2 separate regions of the Sus scrofa genome follow, and region 2 is linked to region 1. A link is a contact called in public targeted proximity ligation data. All regions are on one chromosome and are shown on one strand. The core of a region is the stretch at or near the end of the contact, and the rest is flanking DNA. Distances in the headings are between cores, read along the strand shown.

The links.
Region 2: a contact with region 1 is called in a targeted proximity ligation map of alveolar macrophages. A contact is called at or near these places in 1 of 5 promoter capture datasets (fetal skeletal muscle) and 1 of 2 datasets of targeted methods (alveolar macrophages).

The regions. Positions count from the first base shown.
Region 1 is chr3:32,142,940-32,146,805 of Sscrofa11.1, reverse strand. CLEC16A (protein CLEC16A) reads left to right here. Exons shown (of 25, transcript XM_021086617.1): 2 at 1,474-1,602. Among named protein-coding and RNA genes, the nearest start is that of CLEC16A, 13 kb to the left of the region's middle.
Region 2 is chr3:32,322,357-32,326,222 of Sscrofa11.1, reverse strand. It overlaps NUBP1 (nucleotide binding protein 1), which reads left to right. Exons shown (of 11, transcript NM_001243382.1): 4 at 2,759-2,827. Among named protein-coding and RNA genes, the nearest start is that of NUBP1, 7.5 kb to the left of the region's middle.

The sequences.
Region 1 (3,866 bases), core at 421-2,920:
TTCCTGTTGTGATGCAGCATAAACAATCCAACTAGTAACCTTGAGGTTGTGGGTTTGATCCCTGGCCTCACTCAGTGGGTTAAGGATCCGGCGTTGCCATGAGCTGTGATGTAGGTCACAGACTCGGCTCGGATCTGGCATTGCTGTGCCTGTGGTGTAGGCCGGCTGCAGCTCTGATTCCACCCCTAGCCTGGGAACTTCCATATGCTACGGGTGCAGCCCTAACAAGCAAAAAAACAAAAACAAAACCCCCCAAAAACCCAAAAAACAAAAACAGAGTTGATGCAGTTTTTAATTAGATTAATTAAATGATTCAGTGACGAATTATACCATATCTTTAAAGTATAACGAAGATCGAAAATACTAATAAATAAAACCCAGCCCCCGAAAGCAGCAGATCGTTCCCTGTTGTTCCATTTGCAAGGTTCCACCTCTACACGTCCTACCCATTTTTAGAGATTTGCGACCTATCTAACCTTTCCCTACCTTGCCGTCACCAGCCCTCACCCCCCAACTGAAGTGACCAGAAGTCAGGAGGTGACTGTTGCTGAGTCAGTCCCTCTTGCTGTCCCCTTTTCCTTCCCATGCCATGACAGCTGAAGTCGCCTTAGTCTGGAGACATTGTCTCTTAAAAGCTGCGCCAGTTGGCACCCTGTGGGCACTGGCTAGTTAGCTAGTCCCACACCACTCAGGACTGGCCTCTGTGATTCCTGCGGTGGCCTCACCAGTGGCAGAGGGCCTTGAGGGCTGGGCCAGGCCTTTGTCTCTGCTCCAGCAGCTGGCACAGATCTGAAGCAGCGAGGCCTTCCAGGCATGTTTGGGTGGGTGAGGGACGTAGCCCTTGCCTCCCAAACCCATTTTGCATTAGTCTGTGCTCAGCAAATAAGTTTGGCGCCACCTGTGTCATTTGAGCCCTCAGTCCTGATGGGCATTCTGCACATCACGGGGGGTTATGGGCCATTCAAAGGTGAGCACGAGTGCACATGATTTTGCCCTCAGCTCCGGGACCCCCATCCCGGGTCTCTGACTCCACCTGTCATCCCTGTATCTGCCCGGTTGTGCGTCAGGCTCCTGGGCTGAGCCCTGCACCTCCACCTGCTCCCCGACGCGGGAATCGCCTGCGAGAGTGTGGAGAAGGCCGGCGGTGCCTGGTCTACCCTTAGTTCTGCCGGGTCTGAGTCTCCGGGGGTCTGCAGCCCATTTGTCCAGCTCTCAGTCTGAGGATGGCTGTCTTGAAAAGCTGAAGATCTTGCTTCAGTTTGAGTCACGTGTCCCTGGCTATTTAACCCTTCAAGGCATCGGCTGCTGTTTTCCCTTGGGTGATGAGTCATGTCTCCTGAGTGGGAATTGTGCTCACAACCAAATCTGAAAAAAGCACAGCCTAATTGTCCCCCACATGTCACAAGTGGTCACTGAGCCTGGCTTCCATTTCAGTTGGTAACCTTGAACTCTCTTTTCTTTCCTTTCTCTCAGGTATCTGTACCATGTTTTGACCAAAAACACCACTGTCACAGAGCAGAACCGGAACCTGCTGGTGGAGACCATTCGATCCATCACCGAGATCCTGATCTGGGGGGATCAGAATGACAGCTCTGTATTTGAGTAAGGGCATCTGGTTTTTTGTTGTTTTTTGATTCTTCTTCCTCCCGTGACTATTTTTCTAACTGTGTACCATGAGTCATTCCTGGTGATGTCACAATTTAACGCCAGCTTGGTCTTGCACAGATATCCGTCTCTGTCTCTCTCTATAAAATGTCCTTGAAACACTGTAAAAATGCCAGCTAAAAATGGGAGGGTTATGGAAATGAATGTCTCCAGAAAAACTGAAAATGTGATGGATACTTTTCCTAGTAATGTCTCATTATCTCCCCAAAGGAAGGAGAAAATGTCTTGGGTAGTTAGATTCTTGGTCAACTTAAAAGACCCTTCCCTGGGGGAGACAGTAAGGGCTTTTGCTGTGTTTACTGTTGAATGGCCACAGTGCAGAGCTCTTAGGAGATAAATCCTTCTAAGTCTTCCAGCTTCTCCAGGGTGGAGGCCATGTAGCCATCCCCATCCCCACCCCCATTCTTATCCCTATCCCCATTCTCATCTTCATCCCTAACCCCATTCTCATCCCCATCTTCATCCCCAACTCCATCTTCACCCCCATCTTCATCCCGTTTCTGTCGCCATCTTCATCCTCATCCCCATCTTCCTCCCCTTCCCATCCCCATCTTCATTCCCATCTCCGTCTTCATCCCTGTCCCCATCCTCATCGTCACCCCACCTCCATCCTTGTTTATGCTCAAGGTCACATAGCTGGTAAGTGGAGCAGTGGCTCACGCTCTGGAGCCCATGGAAGGGTTTCTCTCACTCTTGTACTTACTAGATGAGCAGTCTTAGGCCACTGTACTTTCCTCATCTTTAAATGAGAGAGAGCAAGTGCTCTGCCCAGTGCCTAGTACCGAATAGGCACTCAAGAAATAAAAGCAAACGATAATTTTAAAAGGTGTCCCTACTGGACAGTTAAAAAGCAAGGACCATAGCCCATCAACTGCTTTTTCCAACAGACCTGTCCCAACATCTGAGTACAGAAGAATTGGGGTTATGACAACCACCAAACACAGATGTTCTTTTTATAGAAAACAATTTCAGTGATAAGTATTGAGGCCACTTAAAAACAAATTTAAAATAAATAGAGGTGTTTGACTCCTAGCCCAACTTCTTATTAGATATCCTGATTTTCTGGTAGCTCTGTATTTTCATCAGTAAGGTTAGCTAAGGTAGAGATACTGTGGAAAATGCAAATTGTCTAGAAGGCAAACCAGTGACACCGGCTGTGATACCCAGGGGAAAACATGCGTGAAGTGGGTGTCGCTCCTAAACGGGACTGGTTGCCTTTAAGGATCCCCGGGGAGTATACTGTTGGTTGGTTGTTTGGTGTCTGTTTATGGAAACGAGAAAGGCCCTTGAGGTGAAGATTAGAAACCATGGCCCCTTTACTAAAATGAACTTAGTACCATCTGTCATGTAGAGAAACTGCTGCGCTCTTAGAGGCCCAGTGATTCTTAAATGGCTGCCCAACAGAGGCCCGAGAAAATTTGTTTTTAATCCATTTTTAAGTTAGGGGATAATTTTAGATTTAGATGGGGGTGGGGACAGAAAGTCCCCATTTACTCCTCACCCTGTTTTCCCATTAATGCCTTAAATGCCTAGAGTGCATTTTGTCAAAACTGAGATGCAGAGTTCCCGTCAAGGCTCAGCAGAAACAAATCTGGCTAGCATCCATGAGGATACAGGTTCGATCCCTGGCCTTGCTCGGTTGGTTAAGGATCCGGTGTTGCCGTGAGCTGTGGTGTAGGTTGCAGATGCGGCTCAGATCTGGTGTTGCTGTGGCTGTGTTGTAGGCCAGTGGCTACAGCTCCAATTGGACCCTTAGCCTGGGAACCTTCATATGCTGTGGGTACGGCCCTAAAAATACCAAAAAATAAACAAATAAAAATGAAGCAAAGAAAGAATAAATTATTTAAAAAAAAAAAAAAAAAAGCTGAGATGCTAACATTACTATTCCATCAACTCCAGACCTGATTTGGATTTTGCCAGTTTTCCCACTAACATCCTCTTTCTGCTCTAGGATCCCAATCCAGCTCCCACAACACATTTTTTTTTTTTTTTTTTTTTTTTTTTTTTTTGCCACACTTGCAGCATGTGGAAGTTCCCGGGCCAGGGATTGAACCCACACCACAGCTGTGAACCCAGCCACAGCAGTGACACTTTAACCCACTGAGCCACCAGGGGCCTCTTCCCACAATGCATTTAGTCATCATGTTTTAGTTTTTCGGTCTTCTCTTGTTTTTATGACCTTGATGATTTTGAGAAGTACG
Region 2 (3,866 bases), core at 608-3,107, 180 kb before region 1:
AGGTCCTGCTAACCATATGTCCCAGGGGCTGTGACCTGGCCCTTTCAGGCTTCCTGTTGCCCCTGCCACTGTAAGAAAGGGAATGACTTCTGCTTTGGAAATAATGAGTCTGTAGCCCACCCAGTCTGCAGGGCTGAGCAGGTTCAAGATACCACTTGCCGATCCATCCTTCTGTTAGCAATCTCTTGGTCTCTGAGGCTCAGCTTTGTATTGGCCAAGTGGCTGGCCAAGAAATGTGTTTTCTGAAATGATCCATGGTACCCAGAATAATCTTTGCTTTTAGAAGCTGTCAGGCATCTTCTTAAACAGCTGGAGATGCTCTTTAACTGGGTCGGCTGCAAGGAGCCGCTTGGAATCTGAAGCTGTTTACACAGACCCATGTGCTTCCGTGTAATTATGTCCTAAAGCCCTACTGTGCGCACGTCCTGACTGCAGCACACTGAGGGGGGCACACGGCCTGCTGGAGACAGGCTAGAGGAGCTGGGTGTCTTTGGGCGCTGGTGTTTAACAGAAACGTCAGCATGCACGAAAGTGTATCTTCCCCGAATACCTGCTCAGGACAGAAACTATCACTGTCTGCCGGGGGCACCCGGGGTAGGCACAGAGCTCACATGGAGGGTCTTGCTAATTAAAGCCAAGTGGCATGCGCGCGCACCCTACATTCAGTGGGATGGTACCGACCACCCGTCCTTTTCTCCTGCCACCTGGTGACGGTTCATTACCCACTCCCAGCAAGGCTGTTCCATGGCAGTGCTCAGGCTGGCGGGTGTCTGACAGTTCATAAGGGGCCTCGAGTCACAGGGTAGCCCCTGACTGCTCGCAGGCAGGCCGGGGAGTGTGCAGGTTGGGGTGAAAAGAGGAGCCTGCGCGGTGTTGACCTGAGCCTGGAGATGACCCAGCATCCCATGCCTTCTTTCCGCTGCAAGAGCAGCTCCCGAAAGTTACAGCTGACCCTCCCGCCTGTGATCTGAAAGGCTCACCGTCACTGAAAGAGTCACACTGGGGGCTTCAGGGCTTGTAGACTTGAGCGCTGGAAGGGGCCTAATGACCTCCTGAAACACTGGCTTCATAGATGAGCAGCTCAGACAGAGCTGGCAGGAGAGGGCTCCTGTGCCAAGTGACACGCCTCGGAGCGCCTAGAATTAAGATGAGAGGCCGCTTCCAGTGACCTCTCAAGGGGAAGCATGGGGCGCTGGGTAGGGAAACGTGGATCCTGACAGCCCTGCCACACCTGTTCAACCATTTTCTGGCTGGGAAGAGGTGTGGCTGGGCTTCCTCTTCTCATCAGGCTTCTGGCACCTTCCACAGAGAGTCTGTGAGGATTAATGCAGGCACGTGTCTCCCAGCTAGGGGTCTCTAAGGTTCTCTGGCTTCCCTGGAGCAGAAAGGGAATGCGTCGGACGGGGCAGCGGCAGGATCAGCAGGGAGTCTGAAGGGGATGGCACACGGCCACTGAGAGAGTGGGGGTAGCAGGAATGTGCCGCGGCCTTTTCGGGTCCCACCACGGGGATGCGAGCACGTGATTGTTTCTTGCATCACTTTGCCCAAGATATCCCCTTGGTCATGGGGCGTCGGTGGCCAAGGTGGCAGGAGGGGGGGTGTCCTCAAAAGGAAACTGATTAAAGTGGCCCCACGAGAGAGACTTTCTAGACTGAGGGGCTAGAGACCTGAGAGTGTTGATGAAGGGTCTCGTTAGTGTCGCAGTGGTGGTGTAATTTCCCAGGTCGTGGGGCTCTGATGTAAGACGCTGGATCCTCAACACGCATCCGCCTAAAGCATCTGCCAGGCCTAGGACGTGGGTCTAGAGGATGAGCCTGGTTCTGCTGCACTCTTCCCGGGGTCCAGCAGGGGGCGTGCGAGGCCAGCAGGGATCGGAAGGATGAGCCGCCCTCCTGACCACGCTGTGAGGTCCTGTGAGGACCGCGGGAGGTCAGGGTTTCTGAGAGGCCTGAAGGAAGCCAGAAACGAATTGAGGGCAGTTAAAAAGCTACCCAGACCTGCTGTACTTTGGATCTCAGACGGGAGAGCGTTCAGGATGAACACAGCTGAAGGCTGTCCCAGACCCTTTCATTTTTCCCGCCTGGAGAGCAGGGCGTTTGGGGTAGAAGGAGTCATCCACGCCCCATGTTAACCAGCACAGAACTCGGGTAGCTGTCCTCAGGTTTGGCTTCTTTTTTTGGAAGTGGAGGCCAAGTCATTGTTAACCTTTAGCATCAAAGGAAAACGGAGCTTGGTCCGAGCCCAGCTGAGGATCCACTTTGGCCCTCGCCAGGCCCCAAGGCTCGCGGGAAGAGCCCTGGTGCTGGAGTCTGGAGACTTTGGTTCATGCCCCAGCTCTGCTCCCTGCTCATTGAACAAGCCTCTGGGCCTCTCTGAACCTCCGTTTCCTCTTCTGTGAAGCAGGGATAGTGATCTTTGCACACACACACACATACACACCAGCACAGGGTTAAGGGCCAAGTAGACAGTGCCTGGACCTGAATCTTGAAGGGACCTGACACCCATAAGATCCCCCTGGCAACAGGGCAGACTCAGGGCAGCTGGGGGGGCTGGGGGTGTCGAGGTCCTTTGCCAAGTTCTCATCAGGAGTCGAGGCTGTGTCTCCTGGGCCCGGAAGGTCAGCCTGACTCCCTCGTGAGGTCATCTGGTCCCGGTTTGACCCAGCTTCCTGCATCCTCTCCTGCCCTCCTTTCCTTGGAACCCCGTCCAGGGACTCTGCGCCCAGTCACCCCCTGCTCTGTCTCTTCTCGTCCCCCAGGTGGCTCTCCTAGACATTGACATCTGCGGGCCGTCGATCCCCAAGATCATGGGACTGGAGGGAGAACAGGTAATGGCTTCGTGAAAAAACGTGGCGGGGCTTTTTTCCCCGCAGCTGTAGCCCGGAGCTGCTAACCCTCTGCCAAGGGCTTTTACCTGGATGAGATGCCATTGGGTAAATGCTCACTGGTCCCCCTGTCTACCTGAACCATGGCCGTGAGTTCGGAGGGGGCAGGATCACACTTAAGTTCATCCAGACTGTCTGAGAAGTGTTCGTTTCCAGGCCTTCGCAGAGGGGAAGGGAAACAGCATGCAAATGCACAAGTCAGACTCGGAAGCCTGGCGCAGCCTGGGGAGGCTAGGCCAGGGCTCGCCAGAGGGCTGCACCCTGGACTCAAGGGGATAGCTCGGCCCTTGCGGTCACTGGAGGGCAAGTGAGACGGCAGGGCAGGCTAGTGACACAGGTGGGGGCAGAGCAGCAGGTCTCCCTTCTAGGTGGCACGGAGCTGACCTAGAGGGGCTCTCTGGGGGGCACTGACACAAGGCCAGAGGGCAAGGCTGTCAAGATGTGTTCATTCTCTGGTGTTCCCGCTGTGGTGCAAGGGGATCGGCGGTGTCTTAGGAGCCCTGGGACGGGGGTTTGAACCCCTGTCCAGCGCAATAGGTTAAGGATTGGCATTGTTGCAGCTGTGGCTTAGATCACAACTGCGGCTCTGATCTGATCCCTGACTGGGGAACTCTATATGCCTCGGGGCAGCGAAAAACAAAAAAAAAAACAAAAAAAAAGATTGGTTCTTTCTTTACTGCGTGCTGGGTTCAGAGGCCAGCAAGACAGATATAGACTCTGCTGTCGTGGGAGGGGCAGGCGATAGATAATAGGACGCTGAGCAGAGTGAGGGGACAGAAGGGTGGGGCAGGGGGAGCTGCTCACAGGGAGGGGCGGCAAGGGCACCCTGCCCAGACAGCCCAGAGGAGGGCACTTGGGGCAGGGCAGCCTGGGCAGGACTGCTGATGCAGAACGGTCCTCACACCCTCCCTACAGGGTCCCCAGGGCCAGGGCACAGTGACAGGGTAGCAGGGAGTGGCCAGGGGCAGAGGGGGCCAGTCCC